Linked DNA regions of Anas platyrhynchos: region 2 is linked to region 1. The links are chromatin contacts, called in public Hi-C maps. All regions are on one chromosome and are shown on one strand. The core of a region is the stretch at or near the end of the contact, and the rest is flanking DNA. Distances in the headings are between cores, read along the strand shown.

Region 1 (5,517 bases), core at 2,921-5,420:
CTGCTCCTTCTAGTGCAAGTCGTCTTCAACAGAATGAATTATGTGCATTTTGTTAGATAGTTTGGATAAAACGACCACTCTAATGTAGCTGTAGATCATGGTAGCTGGGGAAATGTGTAGGAGTTTTATGTTCCACAGTACATATACCTCAGCAGCTGAAGAAAACGTTTTAAAGTTAAAGGAATACCTGCTAGCTTGGTGTAGAAATAGGACCAGTTAGCAAGTATGAAGTTCATCTGCAGCTCGTACTTAGCAGAGCATAGCTGTATGTATTGCAGACTCTGAGTGGCAGGATGACCGGATCCGCTTTGCTAATTAGTATCCTATACTGTCATCGGTCTCACTGCTGCCATAAAGATGTGCCTCTGACAAGAAGGTCTAGGTTGCATTTTCTTGGACTGTTTGGAAGGGAAATCAGGTAATGACTTACGGAATTGTCCTTCTGTTTGTGGGCCTGTAACTTTTCTTGTTCCTACCCTGACTCTGGTTAGAGGTAGGCTGTTAATAACAAGATGTGGTAACTTCTCTTTTGCAAACTCTTTTGCAGCAGAAGTTTTAACACCAGGCTGGCTTTTATACTAGTGGCTGCAGGTCAGTCACGATCAGTATATATCCTGGAGGACCAAATTCTAAGAGTTAGTCAATTTTCTTCTGCACCCCTCTTCTCCCCTGAGCCCCTTCTAAAATGAAGATCGCTGTGAAGGAAGTAACTTTTAAATGAGCACTTGGAACCTTTAATGAAAGAAATAAATGTAATCCTGCTGGACACGATATGGGGTTTGTCAGTATTTTGACACCAAAACTTGAAATTTGAGACGTCCAAGTAAAAATGGAAAGCCAAAGGAGTCTGTGTAGAACAGTCACATGACAGCTGTTTGTCACCTTTTCTCTTTGCTGTTCTCACTACTAGCCCTAAGCTGCATATATAAAAATGCATATGTAGTACAGCTACCCTAAATTTAGGTCAATCAATCCTTTATAGCACAGCATGGTATAACATAATCTACAAAGGTGTGGATGTATGTGTGTCTAAACTAAGGCTTGCAGAAGAAAACCTAGGAATTATACTGCACATTTTTGCCAAGTAACAACTGAGAATATTTTCCAGCTGTATTGAGGGCAACAATGCAAGTTGCTTTTTTTTGATGAGCTCCACCTGCTGATGTGCATGCACAAATGGTGTCTGTAGATATATGCTTGTATATCAGGTTATGTGCTACTAAAATAATCACCAGAAGCCACAAACCAGCAGATGCAATTCTTCATATTGTATCTGTCTACCCTATGGACAATTTAAGCAGAATTTTTAAGTTACATACCATCAGTGTGAGTTTTTTATAATCCTATTAGCCATGGCAGTATGCTAACCTTCTGTTTAAGTGCATTTAGGAACTGGCTTTTCTCCAGGCTGGCTTGTATAAGCAAAATTGGGTAAAGAATTTCTGTAAATTGTGGTAAAAACTGAACTTTCTGGCATGTTAATTTTTTAAACAATGTATTTTAAATATTTATCATTTTGCAGCAAATGTATAGTAGTGCATTTAATCTGGACAATTCTTGATGTGAAGTTAATAGCATCTTAGTGTCCAACAGGTCTTTCCAAGAAAAAGAATCTTTAAAAAAGTTTTGTTTAATCTGTATTCTAATTATGCTAGGAAAAGCAGACTCTGCCCGTTTGAAGAGTGTGTTTAATTGAATAATAAGCAACTTACTAGAAATTACTGCTTACAGATGATTTCATAAGTTTCTTTTAAATAATTGTCTATGAAATGACAATATACTTTGTAATCTGTAGTATTTAACAGCAATGGACATTTATTTAGTAGATTTTAGAGAAAGTAAAATTCCCCGTGTACAGATGGGACAATGTAAGATATGGCTATGTATAGTATATACTGTAGACATAGGGTTTTTCAGAAGATTTGTATCCTTTGCCATCTACATGACGGTTGGTGTACAATGTGAATGTTTGGTAATGTACAGCTCCCCAAAGCTTAGTGGCATAATCGCTGTCCTACTCCACGCTGCTGGGAAAACATCTGAGACGCTTTACCAATCTCCACTGGTGTTTTCTTTCCTACTTAAAAAAAAAAATCAGACAAATTTTGCAGGACAATTTTCTACCAACAAAAAGTTTTTTCCCTGTAGCTCTGCTGATTCATCTACTGCTTTCCAGCTCTCGTCTGATGCTCTGCAGTATCAGGCTGTTTATGCTAAAGGACAAGTAATGTACCCAATCCACAAATTGTATGACTTTTCAGGAGATTTGGAGTTTCAGTGGTTCAGGGAGCAGGTGTATCAATTCTGATCCTGGAACCTTGTTTCCTGATCCTTTTAGGTACACTATGATATCCAGGATAAAATGCATTTTTCAGGCCAGGTGCAATACGTGTCTGGAGATCCGGCTCATCAGCAAAAATGAATATGCCATTAAGTTCCTCGACATGTATCGAGGGTTTAGTCCTGTTAGACACTGGCAGGCTCAGTGCTCCAGGGTCTCTGTACCTTACAGGATTCAGCCCTTGGTAAAACAAAGTATGACTGACTCCAGTGCTATGGAGATCTGGATTTCTTTGAGTTCTGATTCAAGTGCTGATGTTCTGCACAATAATTTTAGGAAACTTCCATTTCTTTATTGCAGTATGAAGCTGAGTGTACCTTGAGTAGCAGACTGTAAGACTCTGGTATGTGTTAACACCTTGTACCCTGTACCAGATAATGGAAAGCTTCAATTCCAGTTCATGTTTCTCTATATATGAAATACGTCATCAGTAATCAGTGGGGTACAAAGCAGTAGATTCCAAAAACACTTTAAAATCGTCTTTCATGTGGATTTTTAGCAATTTACTATACGATCCATTAAAAGATTTTCAAGTATTCCTCCTAGACAGAGTTGGATCACGTTCCAAAAGTCTCTTGGAAAGACAAATGTGTAAGATCTCAACGTATATTCTAATGCATATTAATTTCAGAGGTATAACTTACGTTGTGTGTTAAGATGGTATCTGTGGTATCTCCACAGGGATCTGTATTGTTTTGACTGTTCAAAAGGTTTCATGTTTTGTTAATGCTGGTACGATGTATGTAAAATTTCTAAATTATTATACTGAATAGTGCTACTGAATTATATTAGACATTGAAATTCCCGTAAGTTTGGGTGAACACAGTAAATGGTCAAAGTTTCCTTATCAATCAGGACTTTACCTAAAAAGTCGCTGAAATTTCTTGCCATCTTTCCCCTGATTTCAGAGGCTTTGGATTGTACCCTTCACGATTCATGTTGTCGCTGTGTTAAATGATTGTGTTAACATTGTGTTTTTTGTTTTGTTTTTCCATTTCCTATGGTTTTATATTTTACCACTTTATATACTGAGCTGAAATAGTTTCAGTAAATGTACCCCCATCTTCCTACTGCTGTCAGCAATTCCCCATACAAAGGAAGCTTCTCCTGTTTTGCAGTATGCCATCTGTACACATCTGAATTACTGAAATTCTGCTTCGTAGAGCAGAAACTTCAAGTCACTAAAGAAAAAAGTGAGAACTAGAATAAGCACGGGAGTGATTATATTTCTAAGGCTTTGATGCTCATCTGCAGCCACGTGTTTTCAAATAGGGTTGGTAACTCTGCATCTTCATCACGAGAACCTCCCATGGAACAGTGATTACCAAAGGACCGGTTGATAGAGTTACAAATAATTGCAAGTACCCAGGAAGTAATGCTTTCCTGCTGTCAAAATGACCGAGCTGATTTTTAAATACATTAAAAGCCAGTATTGCAAGCTGCCCTCTGCCAAGTCCCAGGGTGAGATGTAAGTTAGTTTTTGTGTTTATCGTTCTTGCTTGTACTGTCCTCCAGCCTCCTGTGCTGCCACAGACACCTTACAGCAGGGCCAAGCCCAGAAGGCAGTGCTGGGGACAAGCAGAGTGTGCTACTGTGGTGCATCCCTTGGTTCTGCACAGTATTTCCTGCCACGGGAAGCGAAAGAAGATGATAAAGGAGGAGGAGGAGGACATCCCCCTCGCCTTCCTGTGAAGATTCCAAGTGCTGTTCTGCTAGAAATCACCGAGAAATCACTATTCCTGCGCCTGCTCTGTGTGAACCGAGCTCTGATTTCCGTATCCCTGTCCTTCAAGCACCCAGCAGCCACACACCCCTTGGCCGTGCCCCCGCTCCGTGCCGTGAGGCGGGGCGGGGCCGCGCCTCAGCATGGCGGCGGGCGGCGGGTAGGGACGGAGCGGGGCCGCCATGGCCGTGGGGCGGGCGGGCTGGGCCCGCTCTCAGCCCTGCGCCCTGGCGCTGGCGGCCGCCCTGGCCGTGTGCGCCTTCTACTACCTGGGCGGCGGCGGAGAGACTTTCTCCACCGCCACCCGGCGGCTCCGAGCCACCCCGGCCAGCCCGGCTCGGCGCGGCCGAGCCCTGCACCTCCTGGTGCTGTTCACCAAGGCGGAGCGCGGCCCCTCGCTGCGGGACAAGGCCCGCGCCGCGCTGCGCTCCCTGCTGCGCCACGGCCGCCTGGGCCGCGGGGACGCGCTGCGCCTCCACCTCGTCACCGACCGCAACAGCAGGGACATCGCCGAGGGGCTGCTGCGGGACGAGCTCGGCCGCGCCGCCTTCCCGCACCAGGTGAGGCGGCCACGGGGGCTGTGCGGGGTGGGGGGAGCCTCGGGGAAGGCGCACGGAGCCCCCCCCCTGAAGGCAGCCGGTGTGAAGCTGCCTCACGTCAAACAGGGATCTGGTAAGTGGAGGGGGCACCGAGCTGTGAGGCGCCAAGTAGGGACCCTCCTGTCCTGAGATGCTTCTATTCAGAATTAGAAGTCTTCTAATTCTGCCATAGCTTTTGGTTTCTCGTTTTTCAGATGTTTCACGTTAGCCAAACTCCACCAGAGCAGCCTGAGGTGTAACTTTCACATTGTTCACACACAGCACTTGTTGGCAAATAATCCCATCTCACTTCTCAACCCATTGTACTAGCGCTAGCGCTGCCGTGCCACCCGTAGCAGATACCCTGCACCGTGCCGAGCCGTCCCCAGCTGTCTGGATGTGGCAGGTAACAGCTTTGGAAACCTTCCCCTGCTGCAGCCCTGAGAGCTGGCATTGTGCACGGTGCTGTGGCCTGCAGTGCCCCGTGGTGGTGCCAGCAGACAGCTGTGGGGCTGCCGTTCTGCCCCAGAGCTGGAGTCGAGCTGCACACCTATGCAGCACAGCAGCTTGCTTCAGGTCTGTGGCATCGTGTCCCTCAGAGAGGTTCAGCTGCTGGGCCGTGACGGCACGTGGATCCCTCACGGACACCCCTGTGGGCGTGCAGCTGCCTTACTGCCCTCTGTTCGTGTCTGAAGCCGAATTCCTCTGTGGGCAGCCTGTCCAGCACTGCTGCTCCGGGAGGATACAGGCTTGTGGGGCTTACCAGTTAGTGTTGTGTGAGGTGGGAGCGTCCTGTGGGGTGAGTCTCTGCGTGCATCAGGTGGCTGCGGACCTGAACCGAACCATGGCTCAGCTCTGGGACAGAGCTGGTCTGT
Region 2 (5,462 bases), core at 52-2,551, 120 kb before region 1:
AGCTGTTAACCACAGAGGAAAAATAAGACAGCTGCAGCATGATTGTTCATGGGATCCAGTCTACTACTGTCTTTTGGCAACAAAGCATCAACACTCGCTGATACATTTGTTGTTGAAAATGTTAGTAACAAACAGTGTGAAATAGCACTTAGCACGGATGCATCCTTGGGGTCCCCTTAGTCATGACTCCAAACACCTCCCAGGTCTTCAGCAAAAAACAGCCAGGCACTCAGGATCTGGCCACTCTAGGAAACCTTTCCTAATGAAAGGTCAGCACTGTACACACTTTTTATCTGCAAGGAGAGTGCACACCCAGGGGACACGATGGCTGCCCAAATTGGAGTATGTTTCTGATGTGCAGCTGTGCTCTGAGAAGCAGTCACATGAAAATAACACTCAAGTTTCATACTCATTTCCTCTCAGTGAGGGCTAGGACAAATATACCCAGTTTACAAGCAAAATGTGATGCTTCTTACTTCCACCTCTAGTTCCACGTAGAACCTAAAACACACTAGGCATTCTCTGTCCCTACGATCAGCACCAACAATAACACTGATCAGAATTATCTATGTTTTGTCTGATGAAACTTACGGCATAAACAGAAGTCAGCTCAGTCTCTTGGAGTTTAGTTCTACAGGGCTAAGAACTTGTTGTTTTTTTTTTTTTCATAAAGTATATGACCTGAAGACAATGAACATGGGAGCTTATAGTGTTTTTTCTGATGACAGTTGCTGTCACCAGTCTTGCCATGGTCACACAGATTTTGGAACATGGAACGTGAATCCAGATTAAAAAAAAAACACAGCATTTAATTATACAGAGATAAAGCAAAGATTTCTGCTGATTCTTGGAGAGGAAACAAACATTGATAAAAGCTAAAAGGAGTTCAGTCATGTGCTTTGTTTCAGCTTATTCTGAAATTGTCAGAGTCCATGATTTTCCATTAATGTGCTTGCAGTAGCATGTGTATTGAAGACACCAAAATGGAAGGGAGGTTTCAGCAACAGTTAAACGCATGCTCACTGAAGATCAGGTCTTTCTGGCAGCTCAGACTGAGGAAGTGAAATACAGAAGTAACCCTGTAGCTCTGAAATTTTGGACTACTGTCAACATATAAGCAGGCAATTATTCTGAACAGTAGTTTTTAAGTCTCAGAGTTAGTATCTCTTCTAATGTTGACTTTTAGTTACAAAAGCAGAGTAAAAATAGCTGCAAAAAAAGCAGCTTTCTACCCTCCCCCTTTTCAATACCTTTGGAAAAGCAGCAGTTTATAGAAAGCATCTTGTTCTGCTGTGAAGCCTGTAGAGGGAGCCCATGTTAAAAAATACAGCCTTGACCCAAGGCTGAGACACCGCAAGGGGACAGAGCAATCTGAACATAAATTTCTCATTTGAAAAAAATGTGGCAGAAAGAAACTAATAATTTAAGCAGAACTTTGTAATAATGGAAAGGCTAACATCAGAAAAAGTATTGATAACATTTAAAAAAAGAAAACAACACCTGACTAAGTCTCTTTAAATAGTACAACTATTCAGGACACATTTGCAGTGATAAGTGAGCAAAAAGATTTGGATCAAAGTAACTGACCCACCCCAGGATATCCTGAGGAGTAGGTTTGTTTCCATCGGGAAATGGCCATGCTGCTGAAAATGTGCCAGTGTTTCATAAGGAAAGGCTAAAGCTGTTATTCACCATGATGAGGCATCTCTGACTGCTCTTAGAGAGTATTATCAAGAACTGCACCACTCGGCTATTTGTGGCCTGAATCTGCTCTCAGTTGCACTAGTGGGACTTTACCACCTTCACAGCGAGTTCAGTGTGCACCTTCAATGCACACTAGAGCACGGTTGTATTCACGTATATAGAAATAAATCCTTATACCATATGCTATAAAATCACTGGTGGCTTGGTGGATGTAATAATCACAATAAACTCTGAATAATGATGTATAAACTGAGTGCAGTTCCAAAGATCCAGACTCAGCCTGGTACTAAAAGTACTTATGGATAAGCCTATAAACTCAGGTGTGGGGTTCTAGTTGACTGGGATTGGAACAGACTACAGTGTTGTAATTCAAATAAGAACCTTTCTGCAGTGCTGGTTATGGTCTAGACTAGATAAATACTCTATGAAATTCAAGCACCTGTGCCTTTCCCTTTGGGCTGCCAACAACCCTCCCTCTCCTTGGCAAGATGCTCTGCAGAGCGGAGATGAAAGACTGGATTTGTTGTGTCTGTTCACGTGCCACAGATGAAGAACAAAGTTTTTGGTTTTCCTACCTTTTGCAGGCAGCCAGCGTAAACAATGAAGCCTTTGGCATGCAGGTGCTTGGCCAAGGCAAATCCAAACCCTGAGTCGCAACCTGTTATAAGCACAGCTCTACTGCCGATCTGCAAAACAAAACAAAACAATGCGATGGAACTGAGTACTCAAAATCAGTGACTTGCAGTACGCAGAACAAAACCATGTCCTTGGCCAGGAGCAGTCTGTTCCAGGGACATTTTCAATGCTCGTTGCCAGCTACTGCCACCCAGAGCCTCCTGAAGACAAGAAACAGGTTCTAGCACCTCCAACAAACAACTTTGAAGGCAGAGACCAAGCAAACTATCACTCTCTGGCAGTTCACATCCATCATGAAATCTGAAAATATACCAGAGAGTTCTCAATAAATTATTTTTCTTCAATAGCAACTGCTCCTATTGTTCCGTGCCTTGCAGCCTGTAAGGTGTGGGGAAGATAGGTAGACTAAAAAAAGGTGATATGTTAACCTTACTGACTGCTCATTTATCTTTCTCCCTCTAGTGTATAAAACCTCTGGTGCTGCATTTTAAAAGCTAAGTAGAATCAAGGGAATTGAAATTAAGACCAGTTGGTGATTCATCTTTTCTTTTTTTTTTTTTTTGTCTTCTGATCTTTCTAACTTATAATTTAAATAGAAGTACACCTCTTTCCTTCTCCAAACCCCTTGCCATAGCCCAAAGAGAGGCCACAGTTAAGCAGTGTGTTGAGAACCACACAGTGCATCAAACATCCTAGCAGCAACAGGTGGGCATGCAGCAAGGTGCTGCTGTGGGTGGGATGAAGTAGTAACTGCTTGCAATTCATTCCAACTCATCTCTGTTAAAACTGGAAACATGGCCTTCCAAAGGATACACAGGGACTGATCAGTCCCACCTAGCAATGACGTGAGGGCTGCACCTGAATTCCTTTCAACTCTGTCCAAGGCTTACAGAGCAAGATGTACATGCTCAAGCCCTGCTACAGTGCTGAATTCTGTGCCACATGACAGACAACAGGGCAAAACAACCCCTTTCCATTTGCTTGGCACTATTTCTGTCAAGCTACCGCCTTCAAGGAAAAGGCTATTAAAGAAGGGGATCACTCTCCAGAATAAGATGAGGACACACCAATTTGTTTACATGACTTTATACAACCATACACTGGAAAGAGATTTGTTAAGAACCTGTCATAGAAATACCCTCCACTCTAAGGTGGAAGATTTCATCTGCTGAGTGAGTTCCAAAAATAGAAAAAAAAACACTGGTGCGATTGTTTATTTCCATCCTTAGTAGCATGTACCGTGTTGCGTCAATGGAAGCTCTGTGCTAGGAAAGAATGTGGAGTATGCTGAAGAGGTCCAGCTCGGAGTCTTTCGGGCGAATAGGAAAGAAGAATTTGGTCACCAGACTTCAGGGAGTTTAAAGCTCCAGCTCAGTAGAACTGGTTCCCAATCTGGAAACCACAATCACACTCACCTGATCAACCTCACTTGCATAAGAGCGGCTACCAGATGAGGACAAGAGAGGGAAGCAAAATCTTTTCACAGGCCTGTTAAAAAAATACAGAACAATCAGGCACAGGATATCTTGTCCATACCCTCGTGCTGCAGCATTACACATGAGAGAGAATGTGGTGTTACCTTTGTACATGGTGCAGACTGTCACTTGAGAGGACACAATCTGGACATTTCTTCCTCTGCAACATCTATCTATGCATTAGATACTCTTAGACAGATCTTATATCTCCTCTTTGCAACTGCTTAAACTAAGAGATACTCGTTTCTTGAGCAGTATCTGCCATGCAGATCTGAAGCTCCTCAGCACAGTATGTCTGTGTCTGAAGTAAACGAAGTGTGTTCACAAATACAGACCACAGCAAAGCAACAACGCCTTCCAGGTGAGTATCTGTTTTATAAAAGCTATGCAACCAGTAGCATCACATTGTCTTAGGTCTTACTGTCATTAATCAAAACCAGGCCTAGACAACACATCAGATTGACCCTGTCCTCCATCCTTGCCAGACACCTCTCTGGACTATCTCTGCTTTTTCATATTTTGATCTGGGCCCTGACATGGCCCCCTGCCTTCTGGCTCTCCCCTAGACATGCTGTATTTCAGCTGCTCTCTGGTTCCTCTAACATCTATCCTTCAGTAGAGATTATCTTCCAGGCCACTCTTCTAAGTGAATTTGCTTAATCACCCACAGTTATCTCCTGCTCAGACATCACAGGCACTCCTAGGGTGACCTGTACAACACTGAACAGCAATCTGCGGACACTCTGGCCTCTGAGCTGCATTTTCTTCTAACAGGGCTAAAGACTGGGTCTAACAGTGCAACAGCTTTGAAGCAGGTGGGAAGGGAGCTGACCTACATATAGGTAATGGTATCCATTCACCTTCCTGCTCTTCACAGTTCCGCTCTTTTTCTAACTTTCAATATCAGAAGCTCAATCAACTCTTGAAACAGCAATGGCCAATTTAATTGCTGCAAAGGTCAGACCCCAGACCCAAACTGCCTGTTAACATTACTGACCGGAATCCTGGCTTAGAACGTTTGTCTCAATGCTAAGCTTCTCTGTGTTTTTCAAAGTGCCCAGATATGTTCATAATGTTTCTTTTAATTGTATGTTAATTATTAAAGTTAATTATTATTTTTCAGTGTCACATCTGGTCCTGTTATTTCACTGCAGCACAGTGAACAATTGATTTGCTGCACTCTATTCACAGTAACCTGTAGTGAATAACTGCTTCGTGTTCCTTCTACCTTGACTTGAAGGCAAGGGCATTAAAATCGATGCCAGCTGCTGATCAGCAGGAATGTCATCAGAGGAAACAGCTAAGAAGCATAGACGATGCTAGCCCTCAAGTACACTAATGTACCATGAGCCATTTTTGTCATTCTGCATGACTGAATTCTAGAGATCACAACTGAGGCTTTTAAAATGCACAGATGGTCCACAAATTAAATCTGTCCTTGTAACCACACATTTGTTTTTGTTCAGTTACACTAATAAAAGCATTTCTCAGCTTGAAGAGTCAAGTACACAAATGTTACCTTAGTGCATTAAGATACTGCTATCATGGTCAACACCATTTTTCAGACAAACAGTTGCATTTCCATTTCAGATTTAGCAGTGTATGGGTAGTTCAAAAAACACAAAACTTTGTACCAAGCCCCAACTA

What was found. Hi-C and Micro-C count contacts between places; a contact is called where the count stands out from the background.
Region 2: a contact with region 1 is called in a Hi-C map of subcutaneous adipose tissue, with 2.5 times the contacts expected there. The contact joins the enhancer-like site here to the promoter of XXYLT1 in region 1. A contact is called at or near these places in 4 of 8 Hi-C or Micro-C datasets (liver, skeletal muscle and subcutaneous adipose tissue).

The regions. Positions count from the first base shown.
Region 1 is chr9:12,802,471-12,807,987 of IASCAAS_PekinDuck_T2T, reverse strand. It overlaps XXYLT1 (xyloside xylosyltransferase 1), which reads left to right and starts at 4,170. Exons shown (of 4, transcript XM_027464788.3): 1 at 4,170-4,624. The coding sequence starts at 4,247. It overlaps ACAP2 (ArfGAP with coiled-coil, ankyrin repeat and PH domains 2), which reads left to right. Exons shown (of 24, transcript XM_038183564.2): 24 at 1-3,313.
Region 2 is chr9:12,919,335-12,924,796 of IASCAAS_PekinDuck_T2T, reverse strand. BDH1 (3-hydroxybutyrate dehydrogenase 1) reads right to left here. Exons shown (of 7, transcript XM_038183568.2): 3 at 3,756-3,828; 4 at 2,280-2,390. Among named protein-coding and RNA genes, the nearest start is that of BDH1, 4.7 kb to the right of the region's middle. Within about 2 kb of position 1,301, at least 3 of the 8 cell types and tissues checked have an H3K27ac peak or open chromatin away from gene starts, as enhancers often do. A contact at or near this core is called in subcutaneous adipose tissue, where this site is marked.